4 separate regions of the Mus musculus genome follow, and all the other regions are linked to region 4. A link is a contact called in public HiChIP or PLAC-seq and promoter capture Hi-C data. All regions are on one chromosome and are shown on one strand. The core of a region is the stretch at or near the end of the contact, and the rest is flanking DNA. Distances in the headings are between cores, read along the strand shown. Region 1 has its middle 19 kb from the start of Surf6. Region 2 holds the start of Lhx3 (LIM homeobox protein 3). Region 3 holds the start of Tmem250-ps (transmembrane protein 250, pseudogene). Region 4 holds the start of Egfl7 (EGF-like domain 7).

What was found. Promoter capture Hi-C pulls out the DNA fragments that hold promoters and counts their contacts. HiChIP or PLAC-seq counts read pairs in DNA pulled down with a chosen protein or histone mark.
Region 1: an H3K27ac HiChIP or PLAC-seq map of embryonic stem cells shows a contact between it and region 4, with 5 read pairs. The contact joins the enhancer-like site here to the promoter of Egfl7 in region 4. A contact is called at or near these places in 2 of 39 promoter capture datasets (embryonic stem cells and hippocampal neurons), 7 of 484 Hi-C or Micro-C datasets (CD4 T cells, CD8 T cells, ECoMG myeloid progenitors and 3 more), 1 of 115 datasets of contacts at active chromatin or transcription factors (embryonic stem cells) and 4 of 9 other capture datasets (adipose tissue, embryonic stem cells, liver and 1 more).
Region 2: a contact with region 4 is called in a promoter capture Hi-C map of embryonic stem cells, with 4 times the contacts expected there. The contact joins the promoter of Lhx3 here to the promoter of Egfl7 in region 4. A contact is called at or near these places in 13 of 39 promoter capture datasets (the 3T3-L1 cell line, 3T3-L1-derived adipocytes, the HPC-7 cell line and 5 more), 3 of 115 datasets of contacts at active chromatin or transcription factors (all in embryonic stem cells) and 4 of 9 other capture datasets (embryonic stem cells, liver, macrophages and 1 more).
Region 3: an H3K27ac HiChIP or PLAC-seq map of embryonic stem cells shows a contact between it and region 4, with 2.7 times the contacts expected there. The contact joins the promoter of Tmem250-ps here to the promoter of Egfl7 in region 4. A contact is called at or near these places in 2 of 39 promoter capture datasets (embryonic stem cells and pre-B cells), 2 of 484 Hi-C or Micro-C datasets (the N1E-115 cell line and Th1 cells), 5 of 115 datasets of contacts at active chromatin or transcription factors (embryonic limb bud, embryonic stem cells, fetal liver and 1 more) and 3 of 9 other capture datasets (adipose tissue, liver and macrophages).

Annotation. Positions count from the first base shown.
Region 1 is chr2:26,880,728-26,887,692 of GRCm38.p6, reverse strand. No RefSeq gene overlaps it. Among named protein-coding and RNA genes, the nearest start is that of Surf6, 19 kb to the left of the region's middle. Within about 2 kb of position 1,927, at least 3 of the 459 cell types and tissues checked have an H3K27ac peak or open chromatin away from gene starts, as enhancers often do. A contact at or near this core is called in embryonic stem cells, where this site is marked.
Region 2 is chr2:26,201,859-26,208,850 of GRCm38.p6, reverse strand. It overlaps Lhx3 (LIM homeobox protein 3), which reads left to right and starts at 2,276. Exons shown (of 6, transcript NM_001039653.2): 1 at 2,276-2,506; 2 at 4,730-4,901; 3 at 5,675-5,877; 4 at 6,350-6,501; 5 at 6,589-6,757. The coding sequence starts at 2,413.
Region 3 is chr2:26,138,737-26,145,903 of GRCm38.p6, reverse strand. It overlaps Tmem250-ps (transmembrane protein 250, pseudogene), which reads left to right and starts at 5,398. Exons shown (of 2, transcript NM_001256521.1): 1 at 5,398-5,765; 2 at 6,991-7,167. The coding sequence starts at 7,102.
Region 4 is chr2:26,580,075-26,586,623 of GRCm38.p6, reverse strand. Egfl7 (EGF-like domain 7) reads right to left here and starts at 2,759. Exons shown (of 10, transcript NM_198724.3): 1 at 2,576-2,759; 2 at 949-1,039.

The DNA of each region.
Region 1 (6,965 bases), core at 678-3,177, 300 kb before region 4:
CACTCTGTAGACCAGGCTGGCCTCGAACTCAGAAATCTGCCTGCCTCTGCTTCCCGAGTGCTGGAATTAAAGGCGTGCGCCACCACTGCCCAGCTTAGGAAGAGTTAAAGAAGGGTTACAGGTTGAACTTCTATGGAAAGTTAAGTTTGATATAGTAGGGAGTAGTAACTTTTGATCTATTAACCATATGCTGAACTGAAACAAAATGCTAGTCATCCTGTCTAGCATTTCTGTGACTGCAAGGCTTGTGACACGAATCCCACGGAAGAAGACACTGAGTTTAAAGAAAATTGACTTTTTTATAATGTTAATTTTTAGTTCTTATAAAATTGCTGTTTGCTTGCTTTGTTCTTCTTTCAATTTTCTTATGTAATCATAGAAGACTTTAGAAGATGTATTTTAAAAGCAGTGTGGTCTCATGAAGCGATGGACGTCCCGTGTCTGATCCTTTCTTCCCTTTGCCAGTATCACATCCATCCTTCTCCAGACCCCGCCCTCAGCTGAGACTGGTCCCAGTGCTGATTCCCTCTGTTACACACTTCTGCACCATGTTGCAGTCTCCCACTGCTTTCTGCACTGTCAATTGTGGGCCTCAGACCATTTGCTGTAGCTCCACTTGACTGTGCTCATGTGCTATATCTGTGCTATCCTAACTCTCAAACCTTTTTCTTTTTTGATTTTTCCACACCTGGTTTCTCTGTTTATCCCTGGCCAGCCTGGAACTCTCTCTGAAGGTCAGGCCGGCCTCAAACTAACAGCGCTCTCTAGGCCTAAATTTTTTGCAACCTACTTTTTTTTTTTTTTCTGAGACAGGGTTTTTCTGTGTAGCCCTGACTGTCCTGGATCTCACATTGTAGACCAGGCTGGCCTCGAACTCAGAAATTCACCTGCCTCTGTCTCCCAAGTGCTAGGATTAAAGGTGTGCTCCACCTCTGCCCTGGGCAACCTACTTTTAATAAAGATTTAATCTCTCCTCTTGCCCACTACCCAGCTGAGGTAGTGGAAGAGAAAAGTTATTAGGATATGTGGAAAGTGGACCTCTTAGCTCTTGAGAGCCGACCTGCGGCTCACATGGACTGGGGTTACTCCTGGGAGGCAAACTGGGGCTGAAAAGACATAAACTAGACGGTCGAGAGAAAAATGGAAGCCAAGACAAGGTTCCTGATCAAAGCTCAAATGTTTAATAGCTAACTGTGCTTATAAAGGGGGCGGGGGGGGGGGGGAGGCCCATCCCACTGCTAATCCATTCTTGGTGCCTGGAACCAGCTGCTGGATAGGGTGTAGTCTCTGGAATATCTCAGGGGCCTCTCAGCAGGTAGCAGTGTCTTGGAGAGAGCAGTGGCAGTGGCTGAATAATAGAGCAATCTAGGCAGGAAGGCTCCACCCCAGGTGGTCTAATTTTCAGTGGCAGCAAGGTCAAAGTCTGGATCAGCCTGCTTCGAGGCTGGGGGAGGCTACAATTTCCCCCCTGTTTATAATATTAAAAATAGCTGGACTGAGGCATAAAATGTATTTATGCTCTATATTCCTGCTTTGGAGTTATGGTGGCTGGCGGCCGTGCCTGACTTAGGAAATCTTAGATCTTCCCAAACCATTCAATTCCGTCATAGATGGTACGTGCAGCTTTTTTGTGTTTATTTTACCCAAAGCATGGCTCTGTGGTGTATTATTAACAACCACGGCCTCTTGGCATGCATCTCTGTCTTAGATTGATATGATTCCGAGATCTGGGTGCCCGTCTTTGACTGTCCAGCCCTTATTTTTCCTGCACACCTTATTCCCAATTCAGACCAAAGCCACAATATGTACTTAAAATGCTTCTTCATATAGATTAATAACTGCCACCTGCGCTGTTGGAGGCGAGGCTGCACAACCTGCTACAGTCAGGCTGAAGTGTTGACTAACCTGCTTGAAAAACAATAGGAGACAGTGAAAAGCAACAGTACAAAAGCTTCTTTGGGGAAGTCCAGGTACTCCATTCAATTGCAAATTAGCAATGACCAAGCTTAGACTTTGAGCTCCTGGTGTGGGGGAGGTGGCTTTGAGAATCACAGAAAGGCTGTAACTTTTCTGGGAGAGGAGGCTGTGCTCCAAATTAACTTTTCAGTTAAAGAGGATTTTTAGCCATAATCAAGGTCAGAGTCATAATTACTGGAAGATTCAGGATCTGTGTCCAGTTGATGAACTAATATTTCAGGCAGCCATCGTGCTCCGTCTTCTTTTTGTGAAAAAACACAGACTGAGCCCCTTCCCCATATTAGGACCAGGTCTGGACCATTCCATTCATTAGTTAATGGGTCCCACCACTTTACCATGGCTTAAGAACTAGAAGTAAATGGATGCCAGTGGCGATCAGCTGCAGACTGACCTTTAACATCAGTTTGCAAAAAATTTTGAACAAATAAAGCAAAAGCAAGATGTGCCTTTGGTGACCTTGGTGGATATAACTGCCCCTGTTTTGTTTTAAAAGCCAATTTTTTAAAGTGCGAAGAACATGTTCAACTATTCCTTGTCCAATGGGGTTATAAGGAATTCCAGTTTTATGTTTGATACCAAATTTCTTACAAAATGAAGTAAAAATTTTGCTAGAATAGGATGGCCCATTATCTGTCTTAATAAGTTTAGGCAATCCCATATCATTAAAGGCTTGTGGGCAATAATCAATTACATTTTTAGAGGCCTCTCCAGTATGTAGAGAAGCAAAAAGAAATCCTGAACAAGTGTCAATACAAACATGTATATATTTTAATTTTCCAAATTCTGCATAATGAGTTACATCCATTTGCCAAATAGGATTAGACATAAGACCTCGTGGATTTACTCCTAAATGTGGCACTGGAGATAATGTAATACATTTAGGACATTGTTTTACAATCATTCTTGCCTGTTCTTTAGTGATCTTATGTCGGAGCCTTAAGGTATGGCTAGAGAGATGACATTTTTCATGATCACGTTTGGCCAAAGCAACAGTATCTGAAATTAAGGCCTCTCCTATTAGAGCTCTGTCGATTCAATCATTGCCTTCAGCTAAAGGTCCAGGAAGACCAGAATGAGATTGTATGTGGCCAATATAGAATGGATGTTTTCAGGCAAGAATGATGTTTTGCAATTGTGAAAACAGGGATCCTGCTGGCATATTAAGGTTAAACGTACCACAAGTCTCCAATAAGGGTACCGATTGTGCAACATATAAACTATCAGTAAAAATATTAAAAACCTCATTTACAGACTGAAAGACATTCAATACTGCTGTTAATTCTGCTAATTGAGCCGAGAGGCCAGGACTCTTTATGATTACCTGTTGATTATTAAGATATCCAGCTTGCCCTTTAGAGGAGCCATCAGTAAACACCAGAAGAACATTGTGTAAGGGTTGTAAAGAGGTCATATTAGGAAATATCACCACATGTACTTTTAAAATTTTTACCAACCTATCTTGAGGGTAGTGGTTGTTTATAGTTCCTTTAAACCCTATTTGAGCAAGCAACCAATCTGTACTGTGCTGTTTCAGCCAAGTATCTTGACCTACGCTGTAAGGCTGAACAATGATATTTGGCTCTTTGTCAAAATAAGTTAGTGCCTGCTTCCTTCCAAGGCTAATCATCCGAGCTACTGCTTCATAGTATGGCAAGATGTTACGTTTAGGAGAAATCCTCAAATGTATCCACATTAGAGGAGACTTTTGCCATAACAATCCTGAAGGCATATGAATAGTATTAAAAATTAACAGATGTAAAGGCAAAGAGTAATCTATATAAGTGACAATTTGTTCTTCAATAGCTTTTTCCACTAGTTGTAAGGCCAGCAATCCTTCTGAGGTTAAATATCGGGGGAGGGGGGCAGTAGGATCAGAACTCCCTTTAAGAATATCAAATAAAGGTTTCAGTTCCCCTGTAGTAAGCTTTAAATACAGGCGAATCCAATTAATATCACCTAACAATTTTTGAAAATCATTCAAAGTTCTTAAGTTGGCCAGGTGTGGTGGCGCACGCCTTTAATCCCAGCACTCGGGAGGCAGAGGCAGGCGGATTTCTGAGTTCAAGGCCAGCCTGGTCTACAAAGTGAGTTCCAGGACAGCCAGGGCTACACAGAGAAACCCTGTCTCAAAACAAAACAAAACAAAACAAAACAAAACAAAAACCAGAAAAAAAAAAAACCCAAAAAGTCCTTAAGTTGTCTCTGCGAATAACTATCTTCTGGGGGAAAACATCTTGATTTGTAAATCTAAAACCCAAATAATTATAAGGATCCTGAGTTTGTATCTTTTCAGGAGCTATCTGTAATCCTTTATCAGCTAAAGCTTTTTGTAAATCTCTATAACACAAAAGCAAATCCTGGGGGTCTTTTCCAGGCAACCCAGGACAAATTCTTAACTGTCCAAAAACAGTTTTCTTAAAGGAACAGCATTTTTTCTTATGAGTTGTATATGCATAAACAATTGCAAATTTGAGAATTTATAGTATCTGAGGGATGAACAATTTTAAGCAATTGTAAGCTCTGAGATATATGTTGATAAATATACAAATTAAAGCTTAATTATTCAACATTTTAAAACACCATCTACAGCACACAATGTAATTATCTGTGCTGAAGCAGGAGGAAACTCAAAAGAATAAGCGTGTGATCCAATTCACATATAGTTTTCTCCCATAGAAGGGCTGTTTTTAAACACAGAAATTGGGATGCATGTATGAATTTATAGAAGGTACAAAAGCATTCATAAAAACAATTTTTAACTTATCTTTAGGATAATGATTATCAATTTTATTTAAAATGATGGTATGCAATAGGCCAAATATCAATATTCTGTAATAACCAAATTAATTGCTGTTTGGAACAAGGAACAGACACTTAGGTTTTTAAGACACAATTTTTGATATAGGTTTTCTAAAATATATGAATTTATCTTACAATTCTTTATTAGCACCACAGCAGCCTTAATAGGATGTTAAAACTGTGCTTTGAGATGAACAACACCTCGGCCTCACTGGCCTTTGGCCCGCCTCCCAGACCATAGAGGCTGAAGCCCGAGCAAGGGCGGCATAGCAGGAAAAATACGGCCACCCCCGGAGGAGACAGGCAGATGCTCATGGGGGCAATGGCGCGCCCGACCAGTGCTTCAAGCCCTCCCCTGAGTTCACTACAAAGGTGCCCGCTTTCTGGCAGCCTCCTGCGCCACCACCACTCATGGAAAGCAGCGTACCCCATGGCCCCACCCCGCAGTAGCCAGCAGCCTGCCAGCTCCACGTAGGCCAACAGTCGGCCGGGAGGAGAAGAAAGATGACTTTACGATAATGTTTTCTCTTGCCAAAGAATTGCTGTGGGCACATTTAATAATCACAACTAAAATAGGCAGCTAATATTTAATTACCATTAATTATAATTGATAACAATTATAAAAGCTTTCTTTATTTTCTGCAAAGCCTTTTGTTCTTTGCCAGTTAATTTGTGTCTCACTTAATAGCACCTAACAAAGGCTTAAGTTCTCCTGTGGTGAGTTTAAGGTGAGATCTTAGCCAATTAACACCTCCTGGAAGCTTTTGAAAATAAAAATTTGAAGCAAATCAATTTTTCGTTCTTAGATTTTCTGTACCACAATTTTATAGTATAGCTAAAACCTTAAGTATTAAAAAGATATTGCCTCTGAATTTTTTCTGGAGCAACAGCTACTCCCCAGAACTTAAAAGCTCCTTGTGTGAGAGCAAAAATTTAAAGTAAACTTCCCCTTAAAAGTATTAGCTAATAAAATACTTTTCACTTAGGAAACAATATACCTGAAAGATTTAAACTCTTAGCTTCTTGTATTGAAGCAAAGACAATAAGAATTTCTCTTACATGAGGTAAAGCTATATTAGCCGTACCCAGAGGCAAAATTTTCCAGTGATTACCAGTTCACTAGAAGCAAAATTCTTTACAATTAACAGATTCAAAGGAAAAAACAAACTTTTAAACCTATAATAACTTTACATGAAGTAGGCAAGCCAGATTGTAATGCCTTTATATGTTCTACAGTCTGATTGACCCTTTTATAAACCTTGAATTTGAACTTTATTTGGAACAACATCTGGATAGGTCTGCAACAGTGTTCTTTTAGCTAAGGCAAGGAGAGGCAAGTTTCAAGCGCTTCTTAGGCACCATTTGCAAGACAAAAGAAAGTCATACAAGCCCTGCAGTGGCTGCTCTGAGCTTTGTTCCCCTTGCCATGAGGAAAGATTTTAGAACTTTTAAGTTTCTTTTGCAATATTAGACTATAACTACAACTTTGGGAAAGTAAACCCCAATTTCAAAACAATTTATAACCTTAGAATAAATGTTAGAGGCATTACTATTGAAAGAGTAGTAAAAACAATTCTAGGCCTTTAGGCCCAGGTTTGGGAATGTGGCCTTTGTGACTCAGTGCTCCAAGGTATGCTAATCATAAAACAGATAGCGACATCCCTCCACCCACCCACTTCCTGGGTTCAAGGAGTATTCATTCAAAGAAAGTCACCCTGACCCACCCTGACCATTGCTGGAACCCGCTATGCAAAGGTGCTATTGTTAGTGGCTCTTAGAAACTGTCTTGAGAAATAACCCTCACAATTACCAGGTATTCCTCGTGACTCTTGTAACTTTGCACTTCCTTGTGACTCTTTACTGGTATTTTTGGTATTTTCCAACAACGTCCTTCCCACCTCCTTGAGTTGTGGTTTCTTCCTTTAAATACCCCCTTATCCAGCTACTTGGGGCGCCACGGTCCTCTACCCCTGCGTGGTGTATGACCATGGGCCCCAGAGCGCTCTTGAATAAAAATCCTCTTGCAGTTTTCAGCAAGACCGTTTCTCATGGGTGATTTTGGGGTGTCGCCTCTCCTGAGTCAGAACGTGGGGGAGTCCTCACGTTGTGGGTCTTTCACTATAATGTTATGAAGTTTGGCTGCTAATTTATACATACTATGAATGCATGACAGTGCAAATTTTAATGCT
Region 2 (6,992 bases), core at 1,027-3,526, 380 kb after region 4:
CACCAAATTTCCCTCCCATCTGTGCCCAGCCTGGGGCAGATTGCCCTGCAGGCACCTGGGAACTTCTGCTCAGGACCCTTCAGCTCTTCAGTAGCTGGTGGGTTTGCATGCATGAGCCTTTTCTGGAAATAGGGGTTGGAGAAAAGGGACTAAAATCTGCCTTCAGAGTACTGGATGCAGGTGGTTGAGTTCGTAGTTGGAGGCTTCTGACCTGTGCCTGCAAGCAAAAGGCCTTTGGACCCAGAATCTATTCCACGGAGTGGGTGAGGAGTGCAGTCCCAGGCTAACAGCTCAGAGGCTCCCAAACCTGAGTACTATGAACGTGGCACCTCTAGCCAAGGCCCAGAGCCCACGACAGCAAGTTGGAGCCACTATGCTACTCTGTAACAGGTAAAGGAAGGTCCAGAGAAAAGGCTACCTCGAATTATAAACTAGTCAGACCCAGCCCTAGAGTGACGCCAGCCTGACTCCGCCTGCCCAGGCCTGGAAGGGGCCAAGGGCGGGGACAGAGGAGGGGCGGGGCAGGCTTGTGAAGGTCCCCAGCACGCTGGTGCCTCCTTCAGCACCGCGGACAGCGCCAGCCCAGCGAGTGGGCCAAGGCCTGAAAGAGGTCCAGCACTTCCAGGAACACCCCGCACGAACCACTGGATTAGTGACTGCCATGCTGCTAGAAGCAGAACTCGATTGCCACCGAGAGAGGCCCGGTGCCCCTGGAGCTTCTGCCCTCTGTACCTTCAGCAGGACTCCAGGTAAGAGCCATTGCAACCTACAAGTCTCCATGCCAGGCAGGAAAAAGAGAAGAGACAGAATGCAGAGGGGTGACCAGGAGGGAGTGACTGCGGAGAAAAAAAGTACAAGGTGACAGCAGGCAGGAGAACAGGAAAGCTACAGGGTCAACAGTGACCAGAAAGGCCTGGGGCTGGTCCTAGAGATTGAATGTCCCACAGCTTCCAGAACTGCTTTGGCTTGCAGCAAGAATCCCCAGGCCAAGTCTCCCGCTTGAACTCTGATTCCCCAAGGGCCATTTCACTGCCACGGACGTTGGGAAATAATGGAGGCATTGTTGGCGGCAAGCCAGATGCCCAACAGTGTGGAGCCGCCCCTTCCCTAGTCTAGCCATACATGGCCCCCGCCCCACTGCCCTCTGCAGCAGCTGACACTCAATGGCTCACATCTCAGCTCACCCAGCACCCATTTCACTCCAAGCTAGTGTTCCCTGACCTCGGAATAACAAGTACAGAGCAACATGAAGGGACGGCTGCAGGCACAGGGCTCTTTCCGAGGCAGCAGCTGTGCTGGGACCAAGTGGAGAATCTTGCGTTCTTTCATTCATCCTTCCCATTCTGGGGTCTGATCGGTCACAGTCCTAGGGATGGAGGCAGAACAGGACAAGAAGAGGAACCAGGAGGGTGGCAGCAACCTGCTGATTCTGCAAACACTTCTAGGGTGTCCCTAATTGTTACCAGGGCACTATACCCTGCTGGATTCTAGTTCCTACCAGGAACTGCATAGGTCTGGCGCTGTCTCCTGGCTGGGTAGTAGGAGCCCTCAGTGAGGGCTCATGCAAGGATAGGATGATGGGTTCTGGTGGGCTCACCTGTTCGAATGGGGATGAGATGTGGAAATCCAGGTGCAGGGATTGTTCTAAGGAATTGGGGTGGGGAAGTAAGGGTAGATCTCAGGGCTTCCGCAGCTCAACCCTTTTCTGGCCTAGAGTCTTGGTGTGTTCCCGCAGAGGACACCGGATCTGAGGTCCTAAGAATCGTTCCTTCTCGCTGTACTGGCTCCAGGAGGCACTTCTAGTGGTGGGGTCCAGAGTGTCAGAGTTGGGGGACCTTCAAATCGAGCTCCTCGTAGCTCTACTGTGGCTTCTTTGCCACCACGTTCCCTCGCGATGGCTATCAGGTTGCCCTTCTGCTGACCAGGTGTGGTCTCAATGCTGTCCAGCTCCGGTTCAGAGTCTAAACGTGAGCAAAGAGAACGCAGTTCCCTCCCTGCCGCTTCCCTCGGGACCTCAGCCTTCCGGGAGGCTTAGCGAACTTGCTTGGGGCAGGGGCGAGCATCTGTAGGAAGCCTTGAGTGGTTACTGCGCTGTCTCCGTCCTCGGGAAGTGCAAGCCAGACGGCTTCTAGGCACCTCGGTTCCGGCTGAAAGGTGCACAGTCTCCAGTGGCCTCCAGTGGCCCCGGGAGCGTCTCTGCGACCCCCGGCCCAGCCCCGCCCCGCGGCCCCGCCCCCCACCGCTCCGCCCTCCGCGGGCCCGAGGCTTGGCGCCCAGAGGCCTCCCGTGGGCACAGCGCCCAGCAGCGACACGAGTCGCTCCGACGCCAGCTCGGAGTCCCTGCAACGGTGGCCTCGCCAGACCCAGGGGAAGTTCAGGGTCGGAGGGCGGCAGCACCAGGCACCTGGCCCCATGGAAGCTCGCGGGGAGCTGGACCCGTCCCGGGAATCCGCGGGCGGAGACCTGCTGCTGGCGTTGTTGGCGCGAAGGGCTGACCTGCGCCGAGGTGGGTGCCCGACGGAGAGGCTGCACTGAACAGGCCCAGATGTCCTCGGCTTTTTCTGGCCCTTGTGCGGAGGCCAGCAGAAGCCAAGGTATCTGGACAAGGGTGTGTCTGAGGGGCTCTGACATGGCTAAGCAAAGGCATCTCAAACCTCCAAAGTGTGTGGCCCTCCTGGTGCTGTGTTGTCCTGGCTTTGGGAGCCCTTGGTGATCCAGGAACGGTTTAGGAGACCTTTTGCAGCTCTGAGCTGGCTGAGGCCCCTGAGCTGGAGGGAGCATGTGAAGATGTTTCAGGACTCAGGAATCAGGGAGCAGGAGTTTCTCCTTAGGAACTGCCTTCACTCAGTTCCTTTCCCCCCATTTTCAGCGAGATCAGGTCTGGGTCATGCTGAACTCATCTCCCCTGAGTCGAGTCTTAGTGTCTGCACCGGCAGTTTACCACTAGGCTGGTGGTCAAGACGCGATTACAGGGAAAAGTGGAACTTGTCCGGGCCCCCAGTTTCTTGATCGTACCAGTCTTTTTGCAGGGCTTTGGTTCTGGGGAATAAAAGCGCTCTCCGTTTTCAAGCTGAGAGTATAACAGGATAGGAAAAGAGGAAGTTAGGCTGGCAGAAGGTCTGTCGAAGCAAGTGGGAAAAGGATTCTATGCAGACTGGGGGTATCGGATATGGCCTACTTGCTTATTTATTTATTTATTTATTTATTTATTTATTTTCCAATGGTTTATGGGATGGGTTACCCGCAGGAGCTGGGAGGAAGAGATGGGAGGGGGGATGAGAAAGGGAGGGAGGAAAGCTTGGTAAGCTAGGCTCCAGAGAGAGTTCTGTGAGGCTTGCTAGAGCACTGTTGGCTCCCGAGGCTCCACTGGGCCCTCCAACTCTGTGTAGGAAACTGTACTGAGACTGGAGTTCACCATGCCACGTAAGCAAGAGGAGATCGAGGGTGGCTTCACTGGGAGGCTTGACGGTGGCGACGGCTTTTGTAGGAAGCGGGTGTCCCCGTGTCCCTGCTGTGGGCTTCTTGGCCGAGGCGCTGTCCGTGCCTGGGTGCTGAATTTGCAGTGTTTGGCCTGTCTAGCCACCTCACTCTCTTCTGGGTATCCTTGTGGCCTTACGACGGCTCTGGTGGTGCTCTGGTACAGCTACAGTCGATCTCCACGTCCACACTTGGAGATGTGGTTTTGCTCAGGGTGGGACAGCATCCATCGCAGGCTTGTGCCCAGTGCTGGAGGGAGGTGGGGCAGTCCTTTTCTAATTCCTCCCACCAGTGGAGGCCAGCCTGAAGCTAGTTGTTTGCAGCTAGAGATGTAAAGACACTTGTGTGGGTATGAAGTGAGTGGGCCCTGGGTGCTGCACATGCATCTCCTTTTTCTAGTAACCTTTCCTAAATGGCGGGGATCTCCTTATCCCATGAACCAGTCTTATCCCACCAGCCCCTAAGACGAGATTACACCTTTAGATTTTTCCCACCCAGTTTCCCTGAGGCCTGCAGTCTTTGGGGGATGAGAACTCAGATGCTAGAAGAATTGGTGGTGTAGAGAGTTGAAGTCATCTACCGTGCACTGCAGTTCACACCTTAACAGCAGATCTCTCACATATACATACATACATACATACATACATACATACATACATACATACATATGAAAGCATATGTGTGTGTTCAAAAAACCATAGCCAATGAACTCATAAATACCTGCTGCCATTCAAGTGAGGACAGCATCCACCTATTCATACCTCAGGCAGGGGCCAGCGCTGGACAGCCTCACTTTGCTGGAACTCTGCAAAGGCGATGAAGTTCCATGTGTGGTCTTTTGCCCTTGCTGATAAGGACATGTCTTTCTTTCTTTCTTTCTTTCTTTCTTCTTTTTTCCCCCGGCTTTCCAGATCACCCCAAGAGTGGGGTTTTCGTTTGAGATGGACATGACCTGTCTGGCACTGGCACTTTGTAGAGCTTACAGGACAGCCCAGTCACTTTCCTGCTGTGGACACCTTTCTATACCTATTTCACTTTCCCTTGGCTGCAGTGCGACTGAGGGATGCTGCAGGATACAGTACCTGAGCACTACTCTCACTGGGGAGCCCGGTGGCCCCAAATGCCTACAGGAGACAGTGGCAGAAAAGCCGATCCTTGCACACCCCTAAGGCCTGCAGGCTGACCAAGCTGATGAAAAGGCCATCGCTCATTGTTTGTGGTCCCATGACCTGGCTTATTCTTGTATCCACAGAGATCCCGATGTGTGCAGGCTGTGACCAGCACATCTTGGACCGTTTCATCCTTAAGGCTCTGGACCGACATTGGCACAGCAAGTGTCTCAAGTGCAGTGACTGCCACGTCCCTCTGGCTGAGCGCTGCTTCAGCCGCGGGGAGAGCGTCTACTGCAAAGACGACTTCTTTAAGTAAGCTGGCTGGGCTGCCGAATTGCTTTCACAGTTGGGGAAGAGTAGAAGAGGGCAGGGTTGGCAGAAAACAGGCTGCGGGTGAGCGCCATACCTAGGTCCCTACCCAAATAGGGCACCCTGAAGTCTGGCCAAGCTCAGGTTTGGGTTTCCCGTGACATCTTTAAAAATATTTTTTTATTTTATGTGTATATATGTGAGTGGCTACATATTCATACTGTGCACCGCATACATTCCCGGTGTCCTCAGAAGATTGAAAGGGCATCGGATTCCCCGCAACTGGAATTACAAATGACTGTGAGTGCTAGGAATGGAGCTCAGACCCTCTGGAAGAGCAGTCAGTGTTCTTAACCACCCAGCCCAGCCGAATCTGCAGCCCCAACATTATTACTTTTTACAGTAGTTTGTTTTATAATCCATAAAAGCAGTTGTTAGGTTAAAACAAAATTAACCCAAATTTGTAGAATTGTATGAGACTTACTCTCCCTCTTAAAATGTGTTTTTGTTCCTTAAATGTCTGGGATGTGGGAAGCTCAGGTTCTTGGAGCTGAGGGAACTGACTCAGGTAAAGTCGTGGCCCTCTAGACCCATCTTTCCCAACATCAAGAAGCAGATTTTGCTACCCAAGGTACTGTGGCTCTGCGGAGGCTGCAGGACAGACGGGGCTGATGGAGTCTTCCTGACCGCACCTCGGGCGCTGGGAGCTGGCTGCTTTGAGACCCGCTCCAGGCGAAGGAGCCCCTCCGCTGAGCCGCACCCTGTGCATCCTGCAGGCGCTTCGGGACCAAGTGCGCCGCATGCCAGCTGGGCATCCCGCCCACGCAGGTGGTGCGCCGCGCCCAGGACTTCGTGTACCACCTGCATTGCTTCGCCTGCGTGGTCTGCAAGCGGCAGCTGGCCACGGGCGACGAGTTCTACCTCATGGAAGACAGCCGGCTGGTGTGCAAGGCGGACTACGAAACAGCCAAGCAGCGAGGTCAGTGGGCGGAGATGGCTCTCAAGGGCGATGAGGGAAACGCTCAGTCCTGGCGGCTGGGGACGGGAATTGGTTTGGTGCTGGGAGGTGGGGCGACCTGAAGCCCCAGACAGACTGCTCTGGGGAGCCTGCAGTAGCAGTCACATCGGCGGAAAACAGGAGGTTGCCCGCTTTGAGAGAATTAGCAGCCCAACATCCTTGACCATGAAGACCTGATCCACACAAACTCTTAAAATTTGGGGGTCGAGGACCGTGTATGGCAGCGATGCGCAAAGCTGCGGGTTCCTAATACAGAGCCCGTCTGCCGGCGCTCCGCGTTCTGGGAAGCGAGCTGGGCCACCGGCGGCCTTTGCTTGGGAGCCAGGGCCCCATGGGCATCCGGAGATCGTCGCGGGGCTCTTGGGGTGAAGCGCGGGGCGCAGGCTAGCGCAGCCGAAGCGGGCTGGCCGGCCTCACCGTTTGTCCCGCGCAGAAGCCGAGGCCACAGCCAAGCGGCCGCGCACCACCATCACCGCCAAGCAGCTGGAGACGCTGAAGAGCGCCTACAACACTTCGCCCAAGCCGGCGCGCCACGTGCGCGAGCAGCTCTCCTCCGAGACCGGCCTGGACATGCGAGTGGTGCAGGTCAGCGCTCGGCCGCCTCCCCCGGCCCCAGAAGGGCCACGCGCTCCGCGGGAAGCCGGGCGGTCACTCACCATCCCTACCCCCCAGGTGTGGTTCCAGAATCGCCGGGCTAAGGAAAAGAGACTGAAGAAAGACGCTGGCCGGCAGCGCTGGGGACAGTATTTCCGCAATATGAAGCGCTCCCGCGGCAGTTCCAAGTCCGACAAGGACAGCATCCAGGAGGGACAAGACAGCGACGCCGAAGTCTCCTTCACTGGTAAGTTGGCCGCGTTAACTCGGGCTGGCCTCTGGCCTGATTCCTCTGGCTGCCTCTCTGGGGATGATCCACTCAGGCTCCCTGTTCCTGAGGCGACCGACCCGCTGCAACTCTGGAATTGTACAATACAAAGCGTCCTGAAGGCAGAGAAGATACTTCCATCCTCCTCTGAGGGACCCAACTCTTTTTCCACACCAGGAACGCCGCTCACATCCCTTAATACCCACTTCTGTTT
Region 3 (7,167 bases), core at 4,149-6,648, 440 kb after region 4:
TATATTGTAACGTGTGACATATAACTGCCTGTGTTTGTCTTTTGCATACCATAAACTATATCTTAATGCCATTCCCTGTGAGCCGAGCAGGTCGCCCTCGCTCCAGAGCAAAGATAAGAATGGCCACAAATCCTTACTGCTGTTGACAGGGAACCATTCAGTCAACAGTGGTCCAGGTAAGTTTCCAGTGAAATTAGCACAAGACTAGAACCCGAGGAAGACTAAGTTTGAACCCAGCCTCGCTGACCTTGTTGAGGTGGAGGGCTAGGTAGTTCAAAGGGCATGCTGACTAAGGGCCTCTGGCCTTGAGGCAAACATGGTGCCTCTGTCTTCCTGTGCTCGGGTCTCCTACCTGCACAGCCCAAGGAGCATTCCCCCCTTGTCTTTTGGCAATGTTTACTATTTATTCTGCCTTAGGCCTTGACTAAGGGTTTCTCTGCCATTAAATCATTAAGTTACTGCAAGGGCTGCCAACTCAGACTCAGGAAAGTGAAGCACTGCACCTGTGAGAGGGTGGGGACACTTCAGACCAGTGTGGCCCTGTAGTCATGGTCCTAGTAGTTTCTCGTGCCTCTCACAAAGCCTCCAGAGGCATGCCCGGGTGTCTCTTCAGCACCCAAGGCAGCCTCTGTCCTCCTGTGCGGCTGGACCTGGGTGGGTTAATGCATCTCGAGGCCCCTGGGCCTATCACCCCCAGCCTCTGTCTTGAATGTCCCTTCACAAGGCATGCATGTAAAAGGGTGCAATGGTGCAAAGCAAACACCCACAAGAGGTGGGTCCTCCTGCATTTTGGAGTCAAGCCCTCTCCTTGTCAGTAAAATGGAGGCTAAGCTGTTGTCCTTGAAGTAGTTTATAAAGATTAATGTGGGGCTGGTGAGATGGCTCAGTGGTTAAGAGTGCCGACTGCTCTTCCGAAGGTCCCGAGTTCAAATCCCAGCAACCACATGGTGGCTCACAACCATCCGTAACGAAATCTGATGCCCTCTTCTGGAGTATCTGAGGACAGCTACAGTGTACTTACATATAATAAATAAATAAATCAAAAAAATTTTTTAAATGATTAATGTGGCCCATTTCCTCACTCAAATCACAGAAGAGAGAAGCTCAAAGTGAGAAAGACACTTGTTTCAAAGGACGACTGCGTCTGCTCTCAGATGGTGCAGACAGCAAGAGGGCCACTGGGTTCCTGACACAGCTCCCCAGCCCTGAATGCTGTTAGAATGGCACCAAACAGCCACAGACAGGAATGAGCTTGTCCCGTGCATGTTTACACCAGAGCGGAGCAGAAAGCAGAGGCAGCCCAGAAGCCTCTCACTTAAGACTCTGGGCAGGCAGAAGCAATAACTCACAGGATGACTAAGGCACAGGGCAGTGGCTCAGACAGTGTGGGAGGACTTTGAATGATGAGGGACAGAGGGTGTTGGGACCACATGCCCTCCCTTAACCCGGGGAAACAAGGGTGGCCTGTGTGTCTTGTGGACTGTATTGGCCTGTGTGGCCTATAAGCTCAGGACGATCCTTGCCTGAGGTCAGTGACATCACATGGAAAGTGGTGGACTTCACTGAAATACAACATAGCCTAGTATGCTTAATCCTGGCTGAACCCTTAGCACCACCAAAATAAAAAATAAATAAAAAAGAGGAGGAGGGGTGGGGAATGGACTAATCTACACCTCCTGCTGTAACAAACGCCTAGAGAGAGGCAGTTTACCCAACAGGTATCCATTGCCTCCCATCCCAGCCTTCACGGCATCTGGGCATCCCTCCTGTGTGTGCACACATGCATGTGTGTGTTCCTCTGCATGTTTGTCTGTATCATGATCTCCAGTCATCTTGGATTAGGACCTATCACCATAGAGACTCCACTTTACAGTACTGACCTCTTTCAAGGCCTCAAGTCTCCGAATAGTTACATGCTGACACCCTTAGGGTTAGGACGTCAACATACAGGTGTGCAGAACATAATTCAACTCAAGGGTCTTCTCTCCCTCTCGGTTCTACAAGCCAGGAACTTCTGCAGGTTGCAGAAAGGATGCTTGAGCTGTCTGCTGGTGAAGGGACTTGCAGTGTTTTCAGGTTGGCAGTGTTTCTGGGTCATCATCTCACTGCAGACAGCAAGCTGGCATTGGCTGCTGGCCAGAGGCCTTCAGTTTCTCCCTACAGGGCTCAAGGTGGCAACTGTCAGCTGTTATGCCATCCCTCCAGTTCCTGGGAGAAGTCCGTGAGGGCAGGGAGGGTACCACAGTGAGCTCTGTGACCTGGCCTCCTAAGTCACTCAGTGAGCTCTGGGCAATATGAAGTGTTGTCCTCACAGAAGGGACCATACAGGGCTACCTGAATGCTGCTTCTGGAGCAGCAGGAAGAGAAGTGCCTTGCTGTGGGCCAGGCCATCTTCTGCCAGCTTTACTGGACCAACAAAGCTAGGTCCACAACTTTCTGTGAGGGCCTATGCACTGCTTCCTCACTTTACAGACAAGGGGACTGAGACCAGGGAGGCTGAGTCTTTAATCCTAGCTGGAAGCGGTGGCTGGGACACAGAGCAGGCAGCCTACTCAGCACCATTTCTTTTTGTTGTTGTTGTTGTTTTTGTTGTTTCAAGACAGTGTTTATGTAACTCTGGCTATCCTAGAACTCATCCTGTAGACCAGGCTAGCCTCGAACTCCAAGATCCACCTGCCCCTGCCTCCAGAGTGCTGAGATTAAAGGTGTGCACCACCACCTCCTGGCAAACATCTGTCATTTCTACCATGACGACAGCCCAAGAAGGGCACCCATCTTGGAATCCTGGGGTAAAGAAGTAATTGTGTCAGGGATACAAGAGACCAGGGGATTTTATCAAGAACTATCACTGTCTCAGGTTGAAATTCAGTCACCAAGGACCAGGAAGGACTAAGCCTCCAGCAAACAGTGGCTAGAGTGTGCAGAGTTGACAAGTGACACCTGCTACATACAGCATGGTGCAAGAGCTGGCATCTGAGGTGAAGATGATGTGGAAGGACCACATGCCACATAGCAAGTAAACTTAAGAAAAATCTCTCACCTTGTCAGTGAAAGGGAGGCTGAGCTGGTGTCCTTGAAGTGCTTTATATGGATTCAAATGGCCTGTTTCCTCACTCAGCACAGAGGAGAGAAGCTCAAAGTGAAGAAAACAGCCTTCCTTCCTTCCTTCCTTCCTTCCTTCCTTTCTTTCTTTCTTTCTTTCTTTCTTTCTTTCTTTCTTTCTTTCTTTCTTTGTGTGTAGCCCAGGCTGGCCTCGAACTCAGAAATCCGCCTGCCTCTGCCTCCCAAGTGCTGGAATTAAAGGCGTGCGCCACCACTGCCTGGCAGGAAAGCATCATTTCAAGTGAGGGTTGCACCCACTCTCAGGCAGTGCGGACAGCACGAAGGCCACTGGGTCCTGATGCTACCCGGCTCTGACTGTTCTGTAAAGATGGCACCAAGGCAGCCACAGACACAAATGAGATGGCCTCAGTCCCATGGGCCCCGTGCCTGGGTTTGGACTATACCTTCCTCTCATTTCTGTAGGTCTTTAAGAGTCTGGGGCCAGGTGTGGTGGTCCCAGCACTCGGGAGGCAGAGGCAGGCAGATTTCTGAGTTCAAGGCCAGCCTGGTCTACAAAGTGAGTTCCAGGACAGCCAAGGCTACACAGAGAAACCCTGTCTTGAAAAACCAAAATAAATAAATAAAATAAAATAAAATAAAAATTTAAAAAAAGTCTGGGACATGCCGTGCACAGTCCCAGCAGGTGGCGCCAGGCCACTGTCCAGTGCTTGCCCACTGAGAAGCCCAGAGCAGATAGCAGGGTGGAAGCTGACAGACAGACTTCAGGTAGACTTTCTATGGCGGGACTGTCCTATAGCAAACAGAACAACTGAGATTGGATCCTATCCTTGGGGATGACCCTGCTGTGGTCTGGATCATTCTGGAATCAGTTCGTGGGTGGTGGTACCCAACACTTCCAAGAACTAGCAGAAAGCAAGAGAGTAGAGGTCACAAGAAGCATCCTTTAGTGAGACGTTCAGGGTGCTTTCAGTCTCCGTCCAGTGGTCCAACATTAGAGGCCAAGAGCTGTCAGCAGCAGCTACCTGCCCAACCTCAGAGGGAGAGAGCCTCAAAGTCAGAGGTGTAGAGGACTCTGAGGGCTCTTACAGGAGCAACAGGGCTGAACAAGTGGAAAGGGACAGAGGGACAGAAAAAGTAGAGAAACTGGACATCTCTAGTAGGGACAGAACCAAGGGGGGAGCTAAAGGAGGGGACGATCAAGAAAACAGAAGATCATCACTCCAGGGTGACAGAAACTCAGGCCAGGGGAGGAAATGCTTCTTATTGTTTCGAGACAGGGTCACATAGTCCAGGGGCTCCAGTTGACTTAGACTTATTGTAAGCATTACTTCTGTGTGCATGGTGTGTGTGTGTGTGTGTGTGTGTGTGTGTGTGTGTGTAAGTCAGAGGGCAACAGGAGGGCATCAATTTTCACCTTTGTTATGTGGGTACCAAGGATTGTTAATTTGGTGGCAAGTGCCTTTACCCACAAGCCATCTCACTGACCCAAGATGTGTTTGACATACTCTCACCAAGAAGACCTGGCTGGCATAGAACTTACAGAGATCCGCCTGCCTCTGGAGTGCTGTGATTAAAAGAGAGTATAATGACATATGGCACATTCACTTATTTTTACATCTATTCATTCATTTGTGGGCTGTACTGGCAGGATGTGCACATGCCACTGCCTGTAGCTGCTCTTGGTCTTGCGTGGGCTGGGGCCTCCAAGTGTTCCCTGTGAAGTGCAAAGGTGCCTTGCAGCCAGCCCTAGGTTCCCCTTTCCTGCAAAGGGTCTGTTTCTCTTCCCTGGGAGCCTGCATTTGACGCCTGGGTAAGCAGGAGGGTCAATGTAGGATAACCCTGTAAGGCTACTTTCCGGTCCGTCATGGGATGATGGCCTGACCCAACCTTCTCTCCACATCCTAGCAACAAACGCACACATCAACTTTTAACTGAAACCTACCACACCTGCTTGCAGGAACCTGGCAAGGTCATTTAGACCGGTGACACACCAGCTTAACTCTTTCTTTTGGCGCTTCCAGGATCCTTGTGCTCTACAGCGAGTACCCCTAAAGCACGAGATCGCTTCATCTGCAACCGTCACTGCTCTCTGGGTGCCAGCGGCGCGCGTTGGGACACAGGAAAAACTCCACCGCACCACCAGAAAGGAGACAAGCTCACACCACAGCGAGAAAGCCCCTCCCACACTCGCGCACGCGCACTGACACGGAGAGGACCAGCCTCCTCGCCCTTAGTTCTCCCATCTGCGCCTGCGCGGGAGAGCTAAACTCACGCTCCGGCTGAGGCCGCGGGCCAATGACGTCACGGTCGGCTCACGGCGCGCGCACGCTAGTGCGCGTCCTCGGATAATGAGGAATTCCTGGATGCTCCGCGCGGGCCCGCGGTGGGCGCTGCGAGGCTTCACCGTGTCGTCGCGGGCGGAGGGGGCGTGAAGACCGTGCTACGGTGGCCGCCGAGGGACAACACTACGGCTCCCACGCTGGGACAAACGCCTCGGGCCCGGCCCGGGAGCGCCCTCCCCTCCGGGCCAGAGCCAGCCGGGGGCAACTGAAGGGCCGCGCGAAGCGACCCCGTCCTCGGCGGCATGTGCCCGCCTTGGCGTCGCACCCCCGGGGCACAAGCTCAGCCGCAGGCCCGGTCCCCAGCACCGTCGGCCCGCCGCATGGTTCCGGACACCGGCACCGCCACGGAGAGGGCACCGGGTGAGCCGCCGAGGACGGGCGGGGACCGGCCACGGACCTAAGGGCCGTCTCCACGGCAACGGCGCCCCGACACCGGAAGTGGCGCCCGCAGAAAACGCGGGCTGAGGGCCGGGGTCGCGCGTAGCCTATGGCTAGTGAGGGTCGTATCTCCACGCGCCGAGTTAGCGGGCCTTGGAGAGCTGGATGTCCTGCTCTAGGGTCCCGTGCTCAGAGACGCGTGCCCCGCGCCGGGCCGCGCCATGGCATGCACCTCCACCCGAGTACACCTGCTGCAGACCGCATCCCCCTCCTGTGCGGTGTCCAGTGACACGCCTGAATGAGGCCATTGCCCTGTCTAGCTGGGTAAAACATAGCTAAGCCTCCCCGGCTCGGGACAGGTTTCCTCCCACTGCGCCTCGGCCGCAGCTGCGCTGGCGGCCATTTGCTCAGGACCTACGGCGGTGACAGAAGCCGTTGGAGTGGAAGTCGCAAAAGCCTGTTGGCGATGTTGCCCTGTCCTGTTACCAACTTTTGGTCTCTAGTGTCCCATAGTTTGAAATTTAGTGTTTTTTTTCCCCCATATGCAAATTAACATAGGCTGCTGCGAATGACAATTGCTTGGTGAAACAAGGAACCACACGCCATTTCTCCTCTCTGTGTCCCAGTTTGGAGAACTCTGACACTATGTCCAGCCTAGATAAGCCAGTAATGCTTTTGTTGTGTACAGGCAGCCCCAGGGAAGAGGTCTTGGTGCCTCAATTTACGGAGCAAGATCAGTGGGAGGTGAGATGGTAACCTGCCAAAATAATGCCAAAGTTCAGGCCCAGCAAGTAACCTTAGGGGCTTGCTATGTGGACACCCCCTTCATCCCAGTCCTCTTGTGACTCTGCATGGAGTGTCCTTGAAGGGGACTGTTATAAGTCACTATGGAAGTAATGGGGAGTACTGGGCAACCAGTAGCCGGGTGTGTGGGTCTTCAAGAAACTAAAGAGTGAGCTTAGCTAGAGCACTACTGTCCCCGTTTTATCCCTGGCAGTCCTAGGGACCCTCTCCCGGCCGGCGGCTGCTGAGGGGCATAGTTACTGTTGCTTTCCTCTCCCAGCACTGGGAGGTAGAATGTTAACCATTGGCCTGCACAGGCTGAGGACTCATGAAAAGAGTCAAAAGTGCATCCTTGGGTTGCAACTGAGTTACTGACAGGGACACCCTTGAGCTCTCACCTGGCATTCTGTATTTCTCCCTGCAGGCCAGCACCTCCCCCAAGGCTCAGCTGAGGGCTCCTAGACGCTGATGACACCTATGCTGGCCATCCGGACACTGCACCGCCACTGCAAAACAGCACTGCCGCCCAGGCCCAATGCCGGTCATGCCCATCCCGCGGCGGGTGCGCTCCTTCCACGGCCCGCACACCACCTGCCTGCAC
Region 4 (6,549 bases), core at 1,510-4,009:
CCGAGCCCCGCCCCGCCCCGCCCTCGGCCCCGCCCCACCTGATAGCTGCGTCGGAGCCCTACCCCAGCCCCACGGGCTCCCCGATGTGCTCGTCCCCATTTCGCGGATGGCAAAACTGAGTCTGTGCAGCGGCAGTTTCCCTAGTATTATAGCGAGTAAGTCAGACCTAGGTGATCTAGATGCAACCCAGCCTCTAAGTGCCGCCTTGCGAGCCTCCTTTGTACATCCTGACTGATCCCAGGCCTGCAGAGGGATCACGTGACTGATGGGGGGTTGTAGGATTAAACAAGTTCTAGGAGTCAGGAAGCCATGAATGGCTCCCACAAGGATTTAGCTAACTCTCGAGCCTCCTGACTGATGACTTGCTCCTGAATGGTATTAGAAGACTACAACAAGATGCCTGACGAAGCCGGGCATGGTGGCGCACGCCTTTAATCCTAGCACTCGGGAGGCAGAGGCAGGTGGATTTTTGAGTTTGAGGCCAGCCTGGTCTACAAAATGAGTTCCAGGACAGCCAGGGCTATACAGAGAAACCCTGTCTCGAAACACCCCACCCCCACCCCCCCAGTCAGACTGGTCCTCGAGCCATGCAAAAGGTGGGCATCATGACACACCCAGCCACAATACTAGACTGAGATCACTGGGCTGAGTACAGATGAGATCTAGGTGTGAGCGCAAGCCTCCTTGGCAGACATGGGCTCTCTGCTGACACCCTTGGCCACTTTCCCTGGCGTCATATGAGCTGACAACCCTCCACTTCTGGATTGGTCATCTTTTCTCTCTCCCAGTCTCCACTTCTGCTGCTTCTGTAATTGTCCCAGCTCTTTGGGTGCCTAAGCCTTGTTAATTTCTCCAACCCTAGCCGTGCCTTGGTTTACACGTTCCTGTGCATGCTCCCTGCAAGGCAGGACTCCTGGCTGCTGCCCAGAAGGTTTACTGGGGACTCACCTGTGGTCCGGCCGCTAGTCATCCCCTGGGTACTGGTGGTGGCTGTTCTTGTGGGCAGGTGGAACAGCCAGCGTCTTGCTGCTGCCGGGGGCTGCGGGTCAGATGTGGAACATGAACTGGGGCCTTGCTTTCCTCTCTCATGTCCAGACCCCCCCCCCATACCCCATCACGTCCCAGTTTGATTTGGCCTTCAGGATCTGCTTGCAGAAACAGCCCCTGACAACAGAAACTACAGGGTACCCTAACTAGTTATACTCTTGATTCCCCCACCTTCCCACCATCTGTCAAATGTGACCGCTGCCTGCATCTCTGAGTTCCGTAAAGATAGGTAGGAACCCTGCTGAATAGAACCAATGCCCCCTCCCCTCATGAAGCTGAGCACTGTGTAAAGAGCCTGTACACTAACAGGAGAGACCTCACAGCTCTGGGCTCTGGTCCACCTTGTTTATGCATAGACACTGAAGGGAAGGGTTCCTGAGCAATGGCTACCACCCTGCCCTAGAGAGCCTCCTGGCAATTGGACCTGTGGCCATTGTTGTAACTGGGGCTCCAGGGGCTCCTGGCAGGGCATCTATCACTTAAGAGCTGTGTCCAGCCGGGCATGGTGGTGCACACCTTTAATCCCAGCACTTGGGAGGCAGAGGCAGGCGAATTTCTGAGTTCGAGGCCAGCCTAGTCTACAGAGTGAGTTCCAGGACAACCAGGGCTATACAGAGAAACCCTGTCTCAAAAAAAAAAAAAAAAAAAAAAAAAAAAGAGCTGTGTCTGAGAACACCCTGCACAGCCGATTGCCCTTATCCCATTTTGGTTCCTGGAGCTGTGGTCACTTGAACCTTTGGCCAGCCATTCCCGTCTGTTGGGCAGATGGCAACTCAGGTAGCTTTTTACTGGTCCCCCTCTGCCGTTGCTTAGGCAGTCTAGAGAAGGTATACTTCCCAGAGATGCTACTGACATGGGGGTGGGGGTGGGGGGCTCAAGAAGCTCCCCTGTGGTTTGAGGCCAGAGAACAGGGAGAATAGGGAGAAGTGTCACAAAGACGAGATAGACCCCACTGCACCCCATGAAGTTGTCCCTAAGCATAAAGCCCACAAGAGACAGGCTCACCCTAGCTCCATGTTCTATGCCCCTCGATGTGCATGGCTCATCCAGGTTACAAATGTGACTTCAGGGGTCCCACTCTAGGGACTGGTTCCTGGCCGGCACCTCCATTCCTCAGAAATATTCACTCACTACTAATGAGGAGACCCCAGCTCTGTCTTAGCAGAATGGAGGCCATAGCCCTGACCAGAGGGTCCTGCTGGGCTGAGCTCTGATGTCTATGCAGGAGATCCTCCAAAGAGGAAAAGAATGGGGCCAGGAGGTGGGTTGGGTGTCAAGCCTCTCTCAGCTTCTCTTTCAGGGGTTGGTTATGTGCTGCTGGGCATCCAGGGGTGAGGTGTGGAGCCCAGGCTCAGCCACCCAGACCAAGGGCTGGGCCCCAGGCCCTAAGCTCTCCTCTGCTAGATAGGGATGGCTGACAGCGAGGACAGCACACCTCCAGCAGAGCAGCTCATGGATGCTGCAGCTGTCTGTTTGAGTTCTCAAGGCCCCACCACCCACTTTCTACATGCAGTACCATCCTGCATACCTGATGCTGCCCAGGCCTGGCTGAGGCCACCTCTGCTGCCTCCATGAGCCAACCATGCAATGCAACCTGCCCTTCCAGGGAATGTCTGCTGCCCAGGGTCCCTCCTGAAGTCTGCACGCCTGTCCTGTCGACCGAAGCCTTCCTCGTGGACTGCACAGCAGCCTGCCAGTGCACAGAGGCTCCTCCCGGGTGAAGAAGGGTGGCTTTTTATGCTCCATCCCGGGTAAATCAGGACTGGGATGGGCCCTTCCCGCCGGACTTCCTGTGTGTGTTCTCTGCTGATAACGGGGATCCGTCAGCGAACAAACAGGAGGCCAAGGGGCTGAGGAGGTCATTAAGGGAGGGGGGCTGACCAAACTGTGGAGGAGGGGGTTGTTGATTCCCTGGGACTCCAGGGTCTAGCCCTGAAGCAGTCAGAGACCCCACCTATGTTCAGGAGCAACCTAAGTGGTAACAGTATGAAACAAAGAACGTGACCAGGGCCTTCCCATTCCACAGAGACAGCGGGGGCCACAAGACATCCATGTGGGTGACAGAAGTAGCCTTCTGCTTCTTTGGGACACAGGAGCTTGGGCCTTCCCTAAATGTGTGTAACACAGGTACCTGAAAGCAAAGCCTGCCCCACTGGAGCTGCGTGCAACCAGGGTGGCATGCGGTTGGAAGGGAACTTGGGGTGGGCAAGACAGGCCCGATGGTCTGAGAATAGCTTATTCTGTGGGTACAAAGGCCCACGACTGGGGAAAACACCAGCTCAAACTCAGCTCAGACTCTCCTAGAACCCAGGCTGTTTCTTCCAGGGCATCAGCCCAGGCTGCCAGTGAGCCCCTGACTCTCGAGGTGTGCAGATGGGTCTGAAAGCCTGCAGGCTCAGTTGACTGGGATGCTCTGGGATGACTATCCCAAGACCTGGAAGCAAAGAGTACTCCTAACCTCTCCTCCCCTCCCTTACCCCCTAGCAGGCTGTGGGGAGGCGCTGTAACACCGTAGGGTCCAAGATCCCAACAGTGGAGGATTCAGGCCAGGCACTCAGACCCCATGGAAAGGGATGGGAGGGATAAAGTGCCAAGAATTGGGCCGCTGCCAAGAACATGCCCAGACCTCTGTAAGCGAAGGCACCTAGAGCAAAGCTTTCCACCGAGGCTGAGCTTGCAGTGTCAGCCTTACATTGACTCAGCCTGCCTGTTGATGCCTTGGGCACCTCCTTTCTGTGCCCTGCCTCTCTCCCACCTCACTCAGCTGGACAACTTGGGCTAGGACGGAGGTGGGGCAGCCTGGGAGCTTCCTGGTGAACTTCACCTCTTCGGCACCCTCCCTCCAACATGGCCTGGGATGGAGATTGCTCTAGTGCTCAGTCTGTGTGCTGTACTGGGAAGAGTGCTCCAGCCAATTAAGACACTGTACTTCTCTTCCAGAGCTCAGTTTCCCCGTATGTCCTGGGGGACAAGAGAGTTCCTGTTCAATAGAGCCATGATGGTTGAAGGGGTTCATGGCATTCAAATGTTGGTCTGACAGTCTAAAGATAGTTCTTAGGTTTTCTTATTCTAAATGCATACCTGATTTGGGGGGGGGGGGGCACCTCCTCTTTCAGTCATACAAACTAGCCACACCCTCAGCCCTCCATTGGCTTGTTCTGCTTTCAATCATACAAACTAGCCACACCCTCAGCCCTCCATTGGCTTGTTCTACTTGACCTCTGCTTCCGCCCAAGGGGCTTGTCCACAAGGGCCCGAGTATCCCACCACTGGTGGGAGTCAGGTAGGCCCTAGAGATAGCCCTGTATCATGTCACCTGGGCCTGCCCCTCTCTGTCCTAGCTGCTGTACTAAGCCATCATTTCCCTCATCCACAAAAGGATCGGCAAACATTGGGCTGGCTAGACCAAGAAAAGGGACACTGAGGCTCAGAGAGGGAAGGTACTTGGCCAGGTGAGCAGAGGTTAACTCGGGAACAGAGCCCTCTTTTCCTCGGGGAATTCAGATCAGTCTAGGAAACTAGTCATGAGGTCGGCTGTGCCAGCAATGGCTGAGGGTTGCAAAGTTGTGGTCTAACCTTCTGTGGTGCTCAGTGCATAGGGAAACTGCCTAACAGAGCCCCACAGGTCGGCCTATGGAGGCCCACAGCCAACATGGATAGTTTTGCTATTCAGTGGCCTGAGTGTATCCATTCACCATCTCCTGACTATTCTGCCTTCCCTGCCCCAACCCGGCCAGACTGAGATGTATCTAAGAAAAGAGATCCCTGGTTCAGAGCCTCAGAGTGCCACCTCAGTCCCAGAGACAGATAGAGAGGGCAGGCTGGAGTCTCACCTTGACACTGGGTACATCAGGGACAGAAGAAGGAGGGGGTCCCAAAGGGAGGAGGCACTGATTAGTAGTCCCTGGAGCTACAGAAGGAGCTGTGGTCTAGGGAGGTGCTCAGAGACTCTCTTCTCCACCCCTACTGCTTCAGGCCTCTCTTCACTGGTGGAACTTGCTCACTGTCATTGCACTTTAGAAGGAGCCAGTACCACTTCCGACTCGGGCAGCCATCACCATTGCCACTAGGATGCCCCATATACCCTTCATTTCCCACAGCTCCTACAGATTGGAGACCAGAGGGGCACGGCCCATTTCTGGGCCTAAAGCTCTGGACCAAGAGCCTCACACTGATTACACTGATTAAAGTGGCACTAAAGGCAGGAACCGCTGCAGTATGAAACGAAAGTTCTTTACCCTACACTGTGCCTCAGTTTCCCCGTATATCTCAACAACTTTCTAGCCTCCCTGTCAATGCTCTGAGGTTGATGGCTAAAGGAACACAGTGCCTTACCTTCCCACAGGGACAGGGACAGGGGATGGACAGAGCCTCCCTGGTCTCCCCGGACTCTCCTTGGACCCCTCACCACTGAACTTCTGGCCTCTGCAGCTCCAGGAGAGGGAAGACCCAGGTCCCGGCAGAGCCCTACATGGGCATCTCGAACAGTGCAAGGCCGACGGGCAGCAGGCCCAGGCATATGAGCCAGCTGCACCTCAGGAAGGAAAGACCAGCACACTGCACAGCAGAGAGATGGCCTTCCTGTTTGTCTCCCAGCTTGGTGGTTGGCCTAGGGACAGGATGGCTCTGTCAGCCAAGGCTGGGCCTAACTTCCCATCAAAGGATGCGCCTGGCTGAATGACCAGTCCTCACTGAGGGCTCTAAAGGAAGTGACTGGGCAAGGTGCTGCATGGACTGATAGGTAGTCCACCACTGAGCTAAACAGCAAAAAGGGGGTTTATAGAGAGAGCAATGGGGTCTGCAGCATGAGCTGAGTTTCCATCTCCTCTCCCCTCCCTGTTCTATCCCTCCAGTAGGCCTCACAAGTTATGGATGTCTAGTGCAGCCAGCTTCCAGGGAGACAGCCTCTCTCAGAAGCTCACAGAAGTGAACCAAGAGATGGTGAACAAAGACCCCCACACAGAGCCCAGGCATGAGCAGTGGTGGCTGCTGGGGACACTTGGCCCTACTTCCCCACAGCTCTCTTCCTGGAGACCACCATAAATCCTCGTTGACCTTTGCTGGGTATTCCACTGAGTGTGTACGCCAACGGTAAGAACTCTTCACGACCTCCCTGGTCGGCCCTCAGAGTGTCCCGTGGCTGGCACCACTTCTCATTCAGCCCCCATTATCTCCCCAAAGGTTTTCCCTCTAAAGTGACCCAGAAATCGCCACCCTTCTCCCACCACTGTCTCCGTTCCATGGGCCTCCAGGGCCCTCCTGGACCTCAGTCCCTGCCCAGCATGTCTCAGAAAGGTTCATGGGGCGGGCGTGCCTACCTCTCAAGCTTCTCTCCACATTCAGGACAGAGTCCCATAGGTTACATACATGGGCCCTTCCCCAGCCTCCAAGAGGAAGGACAAGGACAGGAGCTCTTGGGGGAACAAAAGCAGCTCAGGACAGGTACAGAAAAAAATAAAAGCCTCACCTGGCTGGTGGCCACTTGGCACTATAGGGTATTAG